Linked DNA regions of Triticum aestivum: region 2 is linked to region 1. The links are chromatin contacts, called in public Hi-C maps. All regions are on one chromosome and are shown on one strand. Each heading gives the region's core, a stretch centred on a gene start, on an enhancer-like site or on the middle of the called end of the contact. The rest is flanking DNA. Distances are from core to core; before and after follow the strand shown.

Region 1 (6,464 bases), core at 1,645-4,144:
CCACCAAACGATCGAGTGAACGTGAAGTACGTACAATACAATTGACTACACATAGGCAGGTATGCAGAGAGCCCCTAGCTGACGCTCGCGTGCATCAAGAACACGAGCATTCCCGCAGAGCGCGATTGAATGGTCCGACCCATTTCCTGGCATCCAGCGAGGGAGTACTAAAAATTCCCAAAAAACAACGCTGTTTCGGGGAATCGAACTCCGAACCCCACGACAGAGAGTTAGCTTTCCTTACCACTTGCGCTGCTGCCTGATTGCTGTCAAAGGGCTGCATGAATTTCAAGAACTATATGTAGTGACAGATCCAAAAATAAAAATTCAACCATTGAACACTTTTAATATACGTTGAACATTTTTGTAAATATACTATGAACATTTCTAAAATACACATTGAACCTTTTTTGTGATATATGCTGAAAAATTGGAAAAATATATATTTAACATTTTTGTGATATACCCTGAACAATTTGAAAAATACGCACTGAACATTTTTGTGATATATGTTGAACATTTTTTTAAGTACACAATGAACATTTTCTTAATATGCAGTGAACATGTTCTTAAATATATGAACATTTTTGTAATATGCGATGAACTCTTGTATAGTACACAAGAAAGGAAGAAAATTTAAAATAAACAGAAGAAGCACAGGCTGTTCATCGTATTAAAGTATTAAGGTAAAATGCAAAATGAAACATTTCCTTGATGTAAAAGAGAAAGAGAAAGATAAAACTAGAAAGAAACAAAATAACGTAAAAGAACTAGAAAGAAAAACCGAAAAGATCAAACAAAACAAAAAGGCAACAGAAGAAAACCAAACCAGCAAGAAGCACGCTCTGCCGCGAACTGGGCTGGCCCACCCGCATGCGCTTCAGCAGTTTGACGCACGCGGGAGTCAAATAGGGTTCGCCAGGTACGCATGTATTCGCCCCCCCCCCCCCCCCCCCCCCCAATCAGATTACCCGAACATCAATATTGGTAGAAAGAAAAAAAGGCCCGTGTGAAAAAAGCCCACTAGTAGGCCGGTGGGTATTGCCTCTAGTCAGTCCCCTAGCTTCCATCGTAACTGCAAGTTCATAATTACCGTATACATGGGATTAGTCGCCGCCACCGTTCCAGTTTTCGACGCCCTCTCCCCGGATCGCCTCTTGCCCTCTCACCCAGTCGACCTGCTCCAGTCGCCCTGCTCTGCTCGGCTTCTCCCAGGACCCAAGCGTGCTGCCCTGAGTGCTCTCGAATTCTCAATCAGCAGATCTGATTCACATGTTCAGGTATTTGGCTGCTGCACCTGTCAATTCTTCCCGCTTCAACCAACGAACGGAAATGTTGATTCTCATCCTGTATCACTGTCGAATTGATGCTCCAATTTTTATTTTATTTTTGGTAATTTGGTTGTGTAATTTGTGACTATGGTCTACGATTCTATGAAGAGTTCCCATCTTCCAAATGTCCACAATTATCATGATAGTTCTGTACTGTGTGTGTGGGTCAGTTCTTATTTTTGTGATGCAAATTGTCTACTATCTTGTATTAGTTCCTATCTGTGATGCAATTTTTTATGTGATTATGTCAAACTTCTACACTTCTACAGTATGTTAATTCTCCATGACTCCATTCCAATCCGCATGCAGCAGCTATGAAGAGAAAAGCAGGGCCAAACACCATTAAAATTCTAGCCCGCTTATTTATCAAGTCAAGAATTAGCTTAGTTGGAAATTCAGCTACCTCATTTTCAGCGTGTGCAACCATCCAGAACTGATGACTTTGCCATCTAGTGCAGGTTTAACAAAAGGACTAGTTAAAACAGGTAAATCTTCTTCATATCCAATAGTTGACGGGTTGCTACAACTAGTTATCACTCTCCCAGTCTCATCGGCAACGGCAGAGTGGGCTTTTTCGTCTATGAAAATTGTGAAAACAGGTCTTCGAAATAAAATGGGAGACGATTTGCTTCGCCATTGCATGATAATTTACATAGAAAAAATTTAGCAGCTAAGATAGCTTCTGATGAAATTTATTAATATTTTTGATCTTATTGGCAATCATAGAGGCCAATTTAAATTAATGGAAATGTAATGGTAGCAAAACTTTGTTCTATATGATTATTTTTGTACTGGATATTTTTTCTTTACTTGGCTTGGCTTGCCCGGCTCCGCCCCTGCTTCCCGCATTGTCATTACAATCAATAATACTAAGATGGACTAGCAGCAAGTAGGTTTGTGCTTCTTTGCCCTATTCTCGCGCAGGGATCAAACAGTTTATCCACAGAAAGGGCAGCATTAGCTAAAGTGAATTTGGAAGACACAGAGCCATTTCCAGATCGCGACCAGTCCTCGCCTTGGGACCCTAAGCCAACCAACCAACCAACGAAATCAGTGGAACCTCCACATCTCGAGAGCACATACGAGCACCAGCAGGGGAGAAACTAGGCATCCGAACCGAACCAAACTCTGTAGCAGTAGAGCGAGCAACAAAATGGAGAAGAGGGTGCGGGATCTGGTGATCTGACCTGGGGCACGAACATCCGCGGCGAGAGGGAGCGGCCGGGGCTCACGGGCGGCGATCCGGGCCCGCCGCTGGCCCCCACGACGCCCACTGAGCACGCACGGCGCACGTGGTTGGCGCCTCCGCCGTAGGGAGGGAAGCCGCGGGCCGAGGAGTCGTCGCCTCCGTCCTCGACGTCGACGTCGGCGGCGTCGGCCTCCCCGGGCGCGGCGGCGTCCTCCTCCCTGCCGCTGGCGTTGCCCATGGCCTCCTTCCCTCCTCCTCCTCCCCCCGCCCCCGCGGCGGCGAAATCACGGAAGTGCCACTCACTGCGTTGTGGCGCTGCTGTTGCGCGAGGGGGCAAGGAAGACGAGCGAGAGAGAGAGAGAGGGAAGGAGAGGGAGAGGGATGGCTGCGCCCGTTTGGTCGCGTAATTAAGCGCGTGCCGCTCGCTACCCCTTGCCCGGGAAGCGTGCACCCGGCGCTCGTGGGTTGCACTTGCACCGTCACCGTCGCGTCGGCCCCACGTGGCCCGCCTGCCGGTCGGTGCAGGAGGGTGTAGCGCACGGAGGGGCGTGTTTGGTGATATGTACGTGACGTGGAGCGGGGCCCTGGTCACGGCGCGCACGTTCGGCCGTTGGGGAGAGAGAGGAGCCTGAACCTGAACCTGGATCGGGCGCCGGCTCCCTGGACCCGAAATCCGGCATCCATCGCTGCGATCTCATTGGCGTGTTGTCTTGGGAATCCTTTGCGTTGAAGAACGAGAATCGTGAAAGGGATGGATTCGTGTCAAGGAACAATGGTAGGTGAAGGATTAGCCTTGTTGCGTTTGCCGTCGCGAGTATCACCCGGACTTTTTTTTTTCAACATCAGTACATGCACAAACGCTTATATACACGCGCATACACTCATCCCTATGAACGCACACGCGCACACCCTACCCCTATGAGCGCCTCCGAAAGACTAAGCCGGACATATCATTTTGAGATTTTTGAAGTCACCGTAGGCGTCTCATCGTCGACGGGAACGTCTCCTCCCACTGAACGCGCATCGCCGGAAGTCCTGAAAATAAATCCAGGAATAAATGCGAGCACCAGGATTTGAATCCTGGTGGGCTAGGGATACCATAGTCCCTCTAACCATCGACTTGAAAGGGTTAGACGCGCTTTGCTGCGCCGTTGGTGTTGTTGGGTTTCTTAAAAAACATACTCGCTCTATTTTAAAATATTTCTTTACAAATCTAATCATACAGATTTGATATATTTGGATTAGATTCATCATGAAATGAATTTATCATATTTTTTGTTTAATATTGTGGATGTCGATATTTTTCGCTCTGAACTTGATCAAAAGTGAAAGAAATCTGAATGTTTTTCGCTATGGTATCACATGGTGACGCTTCTTTTTTCTTAGTGATGGGAGGGTATGCGGGATTGATATGTTTTTATAGGGCGGTTGTTGTTGATTGATTTAAAAAATGTTTAATGGGCAAAATCATAAATCCAATCCGAAAATGAATACCACAATTCAATGAAAGAGTTTTGAAATTAGAAAACATAGGAAAGTAAAAGAATTGAACGAGAGAGGTCAAATTATTGACCCGGTCAAAATCGGTTGACCCAATTTTAAATTGACTACCTTAATTAATTGTGAGGCCTTAAAAATTAGAAAGTGTATGTATGATATAAAAGAATTGAATGAGAGAAATTTGATAAATTGTTGACCCGGTTAAAATTAGAAAACCCAATTCTAATTGAAGACCGCAATTAAATGTGGCCTCTTTAAAACTAGAAAGCTTAGTGTTATAAAGGATTTCAGCGTTTGTGGCTATCATTTGATGAATAAAGTTTATGATGCTAAAAAAAGGATTCCAGTGTTTGTCGTGCCACTGCAGGAAATTTGGCAACACTGTCGTCGTTCATTTTATGTAGGTTGCGCCTCATCTAGAGCTTGGATTTGCGTCGCCGAATCATGGACCTTTTTTATTTGATGTAAGTAGGACGAGAGACGACCTACCAACACTAGTTAATTAAGCATTCTCAAAAAAAAAAAACACTAGTTAATTCGGCCAAAAGAACACTAGTTAATTAGTTATGCGCTCGGCATGCCTTAACACGAAAATGGTACTACTCCACATCGACGTGCGATCCATCTCTGCCAACACTACTCAGCTCCTTCTTCGAGTCTTACCTTCAAAAGGAAACTCCTTAATCGAATCATCGGAATCGATCGCTGATACAGATGGATCCGGCCACCGTTGAATTATCTAACAACACCGGCAAAGAGTGTAAAATAACATAAAACTAATGCAATTCGGGTTAGGGATAACCATTAAGTCTAGACAAATAAATTACAATTCTCTTTCGACTGCCTCTAAGAGCATCTATGGAGCCTCAGACCCTTCTCAAATGCCAGGACGGACTGATCGGTCACAAAAAAGAACCCACTCAGGCGCCTCAAATTATCCTCAGACGTCCGGACTGTCCGGCACCCATCATATCTGACCCAAATATGGGACGGATATGGGACGGCCGGGCTCGTCCGCCACGTCAGCCCGACCCACCCCGACCCAACATGTATCCCTTGTGATGAACCCTAGACCTCAATTCACTCCACTCTCTCTGTCCTCTCCTCTTCCCAATTCGTTCTTTCTTCTTCTCATTCGTCGTCTCCTCTTCCCAATCTGATCATGGCGAACGACATCAGCGGCTCCGGCTCCAATGGCGACGAGAGCGACGCCGATACGGTCGCTCTCGGAATGCTTTGCGCCGCTCCCGTCTAGATCAGGGCGCCAATAGCGGAGGCGGCTACTACTTGTGAGCTACATTGGGATTTCCCCAAAGAGGAGAGGATAATGCAGTACAGTAGCAGAAAGTATTTTTCTCAGTTAAGAACCAAGGTTATCAATTCAGTAGGAGAACCACGCAAAATCTCATGAACAGTTCCTACACACAAGATAACAAATACTTGCACCCAATGCAAATCAAAGGGTTGTCCCTTGACGGTTAATTACAAGGATCAAATCTCGTACTCACAGATAGATAAAAAAACACAAAATAAAATAACGGTAAATAAACTACAATAAAGTATTTTTGAATTTTAATATATGATAAAGATAAGCCATGTGGCCATAATTTTCACTAAAGGTTTCTCTCTCAAACAAAAAGCATACGGCGGGTAAACTAATTACTGTTGGGCAATTAATAGAAAAGCGCATAATTATAACGATATCTAAGGCAATGATCATGTATATAGGCATCATGTCCGAGACAAGTAGATCGACTTCTGCTTTCATCTACTACTATTACTCCACACATCGACCACTATCCAGCATGCATCTGAAGTACTAAGTTCATAAAGAACGAAGTAATGCCTTAAACAAGATGAAATTATGTAGACAAAGTAAATCCAATCAATATAAATAAACCCCATCATTTTATCCTTATTGGCAACGGTACAAATACGTGACATGTCCCTTTCTATCACTGGGATTGAACACCGCAAAATTGAACCATCACAAAGCACCTCTCACCATTGCAAGATAAATCAATCTAGTTGGGCAAACCAAACGGATAGATCGGAGAGAAATACAAAGCTATAATAATCATTCATAAAAGAGTTCAGAAAAGACTCAAATAATATTCATAAATAATCTGATCATAAATCCACAAATCACCGGATCCCAACAAACACACTGCAAAAGAAGATTATATTGAATAGATCTCTAAGAACACCTAAGAGAACATTATATTGAAGATCAAACAGAGAGAGGGAGGGAGAGGGAGAGAGAGAGAGAGAGAGGAATAAGCCATCTAGCTACTAGCTATGGCCCCGTATGTCTGTGGTAAACTACTCACACATCATCGGAAGGGGAGCAAAGGTGATGTAGAAGTCATCCATGATCGATTCCCCCTCTGGTAGAGTACTGGAAAAGGCCTCCATATGGGGTCTCACAAGAACAGAGGCTCGCG
Region 2 (6,464 bases), core at 2,695-5,194, 870 kb after region 1:
GAGTTGAAAAGAAAAGGACATTGCCGCAACCGACAAAAATAGGACTAGATGACTATACACCTACTCTATCGTTGGACCAAGTATGTGGTACGATACAAGAACTCAGATTTTGAGTTGAAAAGAAAAGGACATTGCCGCAACCGACAAAAATAGGACTAGATGACTATACACCTACTCTATCGTTGGACCAAGTATGTGGTACGATACAAGAACTCAAAATGCGTTGAAAAGAAAAGGACATTGCCGACAAAAATAGGACTAGATGACTATACACCTATCCTATTGTTGGATAACGATCCAGGTTGCTTCACTTGCTACCGTTTCCTAATGGTTACACCCATAAGCCATATAATTTACTTGAGTAACGATCATGTATGGATCTAGCCAGTTGCTCTATAGATGATCTGCAAAAAAAGAAAATTTTGTGATGTTTTGTTTGTTAAAAATCACCTCATTTTGTCAGTTCCATATAGCCTTAAGCCATGTGCTTCTTAATTTTCGCACGGCTGATTAACGACCAAGTCCGGAGCCAGCCAGTTGCTTTGTAAATGACCTGCAAAAAAATTGTGATGTTTTATGTGCTAAAAATCATGCCATTCTAATAGTTCCATATAGTCCAAAGTAATACGCACACTCCGATTCAAATAGCGCCGCTATTTTAGGCTCTACCCCATTTAGCCAAGGGGAGAATATCATACGGAAACCAACATTTAAAGAAAACTTTGTGGAAACCATGTTTGAAGGTTTCAAAAAATTCTGAAAAAATGTAATATGTTAAGAGGATGAACTTCTATTGTCATGTGAAATTTCAAGTTAAAACACATTGCAGGATGTGAGCTATGGAAAAGAGAAATCTAGGAATGAATAGTGACATTACTGTTTGGCACTATTCAATGCTGATTTTGTTTTTTCATAGCTCATATCTCGTAACGTGTTTGAACTTGAAATTTTGTAAGGCAATAGAACATCGCTCTCTTAACATCCGTAATATTTTGAGATTTTTTTGATACTTCAAAACATCATTTTCACATGGTTTTCATCGGTTTCCACCGAATGTTGGTTTTCGTATGATATTTTTCCTTAGCCAAGTTCCAAATAAATAGCAATGGTATTAGGAGGACTTACATTAAAGGCCACAATGTGCGCCATAGTAGCTTGGCTAGTGGGCATTTGAGAAAAAGATGTTGGATCGATTCATCTTGATCACGGAAACCAACACTGTTTACTACCCTTACAACTACGTTTTGCCAAGTTATCCTTAGTCAAGATCACTTTCTTGTGAACAAACCACAGAAAGACTTTTATCTTTAAAGGCACCTTATTTTTCCAAGTGTGAAGTGACTTTGGGATTGGACCAGAGTTTACCAAATCTATATACATTGATTTCACTGAGAATACCTCTGAGACAGTTTATAGTGTAGTGTACCTGGCTTATCGGAAAGGTTGACATCCATCAACCTACACACGAGATGTAGCCATCTATTCCATCGCTCTCCCACCAGGGATCTCCTAAACTAAATGTTTAAAGGAACCGATCCTAGAATTGTACTTCCGAAAGCCTCTTTACATTGTATAATACTGTAGAGGGTTGTAGAGGGTTGGATATTGTATGAACTGTGGGCATCTTTCCTAGCCATGTATCTTCCCAAAACCTAGTGGTATTGCCGTTCCCTACAATTAATTTGGTCCTATTAAAAAAAGGAAACCTTTGGTTGCATCAGCCACTTCCAAAAAGGTGAATCATCCGGTTGTGCCGTTATTTGTGTGAGGGTCTTGGATTGCAAATACTTGTTACGCAATAATTTGTATCCACACACCCTCGTCCTTTGTAGAAAGCCTGCATAACCATTTACTAAGCAGCATCTGTTCTTTACCTCAAGGTTTTCAATCTCTAAGCCCCCTTGGTCCTTCAGCGTACAATTATATCTCACCTCACTTGACCAACATGTTTCTCATCGCTTTGCTAGAAAAAACGTGATCGATAAAAGTCCAACCTTTTCCATACCCCGACATGTACTTAAAGAAGGACAATAGGAGCTTTGGCATACTTCTAAGCAAGGAATTTATCAATTAGCCGGCCCCATAAGACATAAGCGTGCCCTTCCAGCTACTTAGTTTCTTCTCAAATTGATCCTCTATGCGCTTCCATTCTGTGTTGGTTAGTTTTCGGTGATGAATTGAGATTCCCATGTACCTAAATGGAAGAGACCCCAACTCACAACCAAACATCTGTCTATAAATTTCCATTTCTTCCTTGGCGTGCCCAAAACAGAACAGTTCACTCTTGTTGAAATTAATTTTCAAACCAGACAGTTGCTCGAAAAGACACGAAACCAGTTTCATATTCCTAGCCTTTGCCAAATCATGTTCCATGAATATAACAACATCTTGTGTTGAGTGGTCTATCAATCTTCTTTGCACCGGAAGCTTAAGAAAGCCGTCATAAAAGACTAGGACCCTAGGAGGATACTTGGATGATGTCGTTCGATTTGTTACTCACTGATGTACTATAACGTTTTAGCTATAAACCATTTAACCTACGATTCGAAGGAATTTCATAGGATTTGTGGAGGATTTAAACCTGGGATAGGAAAAATTCCCGAGGATTGATTTGCACATAGTTTTGGAGGAAAATTTCTATCCACTCGAATCTCTTTGTATAACTTTTGTTTTTCTGTGGCATCATACACATATTGTTCAAATTAATTCATATGCTTTTTCTATTCCTATATTTTGAGAATCCTGCGAACAAAGAGGGCCCCCCAATTACGACTTCACGTGGTTTTCTAATTCTATATAGGATTTAAAACAGTTACAACTTTTTAACCTCCCAAGTCTCAACTCATCTTTTTTTAGAAACCCAGGAGTCTCTCCGCGGCTTAGTTGAATATCAGCAAAACATCCCCATTGATTGAAAAAATTTCACATGTTTTTTGAAGGATTTTGACTTTTTTCCCTTCATATTCTTGTGTTTTGAGAATCTATAAATCCGAGGCCCATAAATAGGTTCATGAAGAAAAACCAAAGCTACATGCCCATAGATAGGTCCACAAGCTCACGCAGGAGCATAGATCGATATACAGACACATCGTTAGATGTTGCTTCAACTAACAATCTACTCTCTCTGCATGGGCATAGTTTCCAAATCTGAGTTTGTTTTTGCGGGTTCCAAACCTGAGTTATGAGTGTAACTTTTGTATACTATTTTTGCACAACAACCGCTTCCCATTTACCTTTCAAATTTTGTCGATGATTGGATACACCTCGAAAACATTGATACCTTCTTGTGGCACTCAAAATATTATATTAAAGGTTGGTGGATCAATTTATTAGATGCCAACATTCCTCGTAGGAAAGTCTTGGTCTGTCTCAGGCAAGAGAAATGCCCGTGTCTTCCGTCACAAGAGCGCTCTACATCCAATCCTTCTAAGCTTAATTAAAGAGAAGGCCGTGCTTTGGACCAAAGCGGGGGCTAAGAAGTTAGGAAAATTTATATTGAGAGAGTAACACTAGGGTGTCTTTGTAACAATAAACTTTTTAATTAATAGACAAGGCAAAGCTCACGCCTATGTTTAAAGAAAAACAACAACAGTAGCGACTATGACAATAATATTTCTCATCTCCCTGCTTTTGATCAATACAAGTCAGCCATCTGCTGGATCTTTCAAAAAAAAAAGAGACAATAATATTTCTCATACGAATTCAATAGTCATCAACTTGTGTTTGTCAGAACCAAGAACTTGGACAGTGAAACTGCATCCCACGCTTCGAAACGGCAAAGCGATAGCTGATAGCGAAAAAGTTTAGCTCCCAGACGCACGCGTCCTTACACATGAGCAACGTTATTTTTAGACTTGCTGCTCTGTAAGCATTTCACAAAGCAAGGAGTTGGGAGTACTTTGTCACTTTCCGAGGGCTTTTTTGGCTGTAGTGCGAAATGTGCATCCCAACGGGGGCGGCTACAGAGCGTCGCTATCCACTCCCTCGTGATAACTGAAGCCGACGACACGTACGGCTAGCTACTGTGCGTGGCTGTCTATCACTATCACTATCAGATCAGCCGGGGCCTGACACGATCCTCGCACCGGCGTGAGACTAAAAAGAAGCGGGGCAGGACACGGCGGGCCGAGAAAGAAGCGCCAACGCCGAGTATGGTTACGACGGTCCTCGCCGTGACGGCTTCAGCAGCTCCAGCGCCGCCTTCGTTGGGGGCTGCGCGCTTCAGCCCGGTGAGTACTCCACCCGAGCTCCTGTGGTTGGCGGCCGTCGTGCCTTTCGGCCTCCTTCCACCCTTGTGGCGCGCTTGACCTGGTTGATAAAATGCCTTTACCAACTTGCTATGGTTATGGTGCTATGCTGGATTCTGTGACCATGGATGCGTCATGCGTCATTCCTACGGGCCAAGAGGAAGAGGGGCGGATGGAAGGGCGAGTGCTCCTGTCTGCTGCTATCAGGATGTTCGTTGAAATGCGTGTTTGAGCTTGTGATTCTTGTGGCCCGTTCTGGCGCCTGAGGCTGACGGAATACAGAGTCGTCCAAGCACCATTCTGCCCCATATTGCCTACAGATGATGCTTGCGTTTTATTTATTCTGCATCTGGTTCAATGACTGTCAGTGTCAGATGTCGTAGGCATGGACACATTAAGTGCTGATCACCGCTTGATGCTTCTGCATGTAGGTTGCAGGACCCGCCGTCAATTTTAGACCGCAAGTTTGTGGACTGAGATGTTGGATGGCTGCCAAGATGAAGCTGCAGAAGGCCCTGAGGAGCCACGGATGGCAAGTTCAGAGAAAGCTGGGAATTCGAGGGGACGGTCAAATTCCTGACTGCTTCGAGGTTGCATCACGGACTGGAAAGATAACTCGTCGGAATGTACAACCTGCTGATGGTTGGTATTCGGATACCACTTGCATTTTGCTACTTCGCATATATCTATCAAAATTATGTGATTCTTGGCCTATGATTCCCACGGTTTTTACTTTTTGCATGACACTGGTTTGTTTCGTGCCTTTGAAAGCTGCTTCTTTTTGGCAAATTTGAAAGTTACATTCAGTGTGCACCATTTCTGAAACATGGTAGGCACTAGCTTTCATCGTACTATCTTAGTACTGTCATTACAAATTTCTCTGTAATTATTTGCTTGCATCCAGATGCTTTCACACACACATTATTGTTTCCTTTTATGTAGAAACTGGAGGTAATAACTCGATCGATGACAAAAGTTCAATGCATCTGGGACTCAACCACTCTGAAGCTGATCGTCCTGTACTAGAGGAAGGCGTTGTTCTGTTTGATAACTTTGATGACCAACCTGAAAGTGTACCATCTCTTTGCATTGCTGTCATTGGAGCTACTGGCGAACTGGCAAGAAGTAAAGTCTTCCCAGCACTATTTGCTCTGTATTACAGTGGTTTTCTTCCTCAGGTATGAGCATAACATGTCATAACTTCTGCTTGCCTTCATTTTTATTCTTTTTTAGAACCATCTTTAGCAAACAAGCCTCAATCTTCAATCCTATATTTGTGATCAACCCGCTGAATCATCAATTTCTATTTAGGATTTTTTTTTCGAGAAAACGCAAAAGCCTTGCGTTTCTTTTCATTGAAAAGGGGGAGGTTCAGTTACAGACATCTGAGGATGTGTGGATTACAGCAGGTGGATTAATGCACATCCCAGGTTTGGGGCAGCACAAGTCGGAGACCAGGTGCCCCAGCTGCCGCCCATGAGCGGGCCTCGTCCTGAATGCTATCTAGGAGCGTGTTAAGGGATGGAGTCGTATTGTCGAAGACGCAGCTGTTCCTGTGTTTCCAGACCATCCAAGGCACGAGCAGCGCGACAGATTTCAGGGCCTTGCGAAGGATCGGCGGCGTGTCTTCCTTGGCATGGTTCCACCAATCCGTAAGCGACAGTTCCTGTGTTGGGATCGGGGCCGGTATGCGTAGCCAGGCCAGGGTCTCGTGCCATGCCTGTCGGGCTAGGGGGCATTCCAGCAGCAGATGTCGCATTGTCTCCGGTTGCTGGTCACATAGGAGGCAGCGGGGATGATACTGGAGACCGTGGCGCGCCAGCCTCTCTGCCGTCCAGCAGCGGTCCTGGTTGGCTAACCAGTGGAAGAACTTGACCCGCGGCGGCGCCCAACACTTCCAGATTAGCTTCCAGGAATGACAGCCCGTTGATCCATGGAAGGTGGCCGTGTAGCAGGACTGCGCGGAGTAGGTGCCACTCGCCGTCCATCTCCAGATCAACCTGTCCGGTGTGGTGGAGAGCTCAGTGCGCTGCATGATCTGCCAGAGCTGCAGATACTGACCAATCTCGTGGAGGCCGAGGTTGCCTTGGATGTCGCGTGCCCAGGAGTTGCCATTGAGTCCGTCCGCCACGGTTCTCGTCTTCCGTCGTCGCTTGGGGATGCAGCCGTAGAGGTTAGGCATGAGCTCGCGCACGGATTGGCCACCTATCCATCGGT

What was found. A called contact is a pair of places that touch in the nucleus more often than the background predicts.
Region 2: a Hi-C map of leaf shows a contact between it and region 1, with 5 times the contacts expected there. The contact joins the promoter of LOC123092298 here to the promoter of LOC123092294 in region 1. A contact is called at or near these places in 3 of 5 Hi-C or Micro-C datasets (all in leaf).

What each region holds. Positions count from the first base shown.
Region 1 is chr4B:389,924,621-389,931,084 of IWGSC CS RefSeq v2.1, forward strand. It overlaps LOC123092294 (SNF1-related protein kinase regulatory subunit beta-1), which reads right to left and starts at 2,895. Exons shown (of 4, transcript XM_044514019.1): 1 at 2,519-2,895. The coding sequence starts at 2,758.
Region 2 is chr4B:390,792,242-390,798,705 of IWGSC CS RefSeq v2.1, forward strand. LOC123092298 (inactive glucose-6-phosphate 1-dehydrogenase 4, chloroplastic) reads left to right here and starts at 3,945. Exons shown (of 12, transcript XM_044514028.1): 1 at 3,945-4,229; 2 at 4,679-4,889; 3 at 5,190-5,425. The coding sequence starts at 4,152.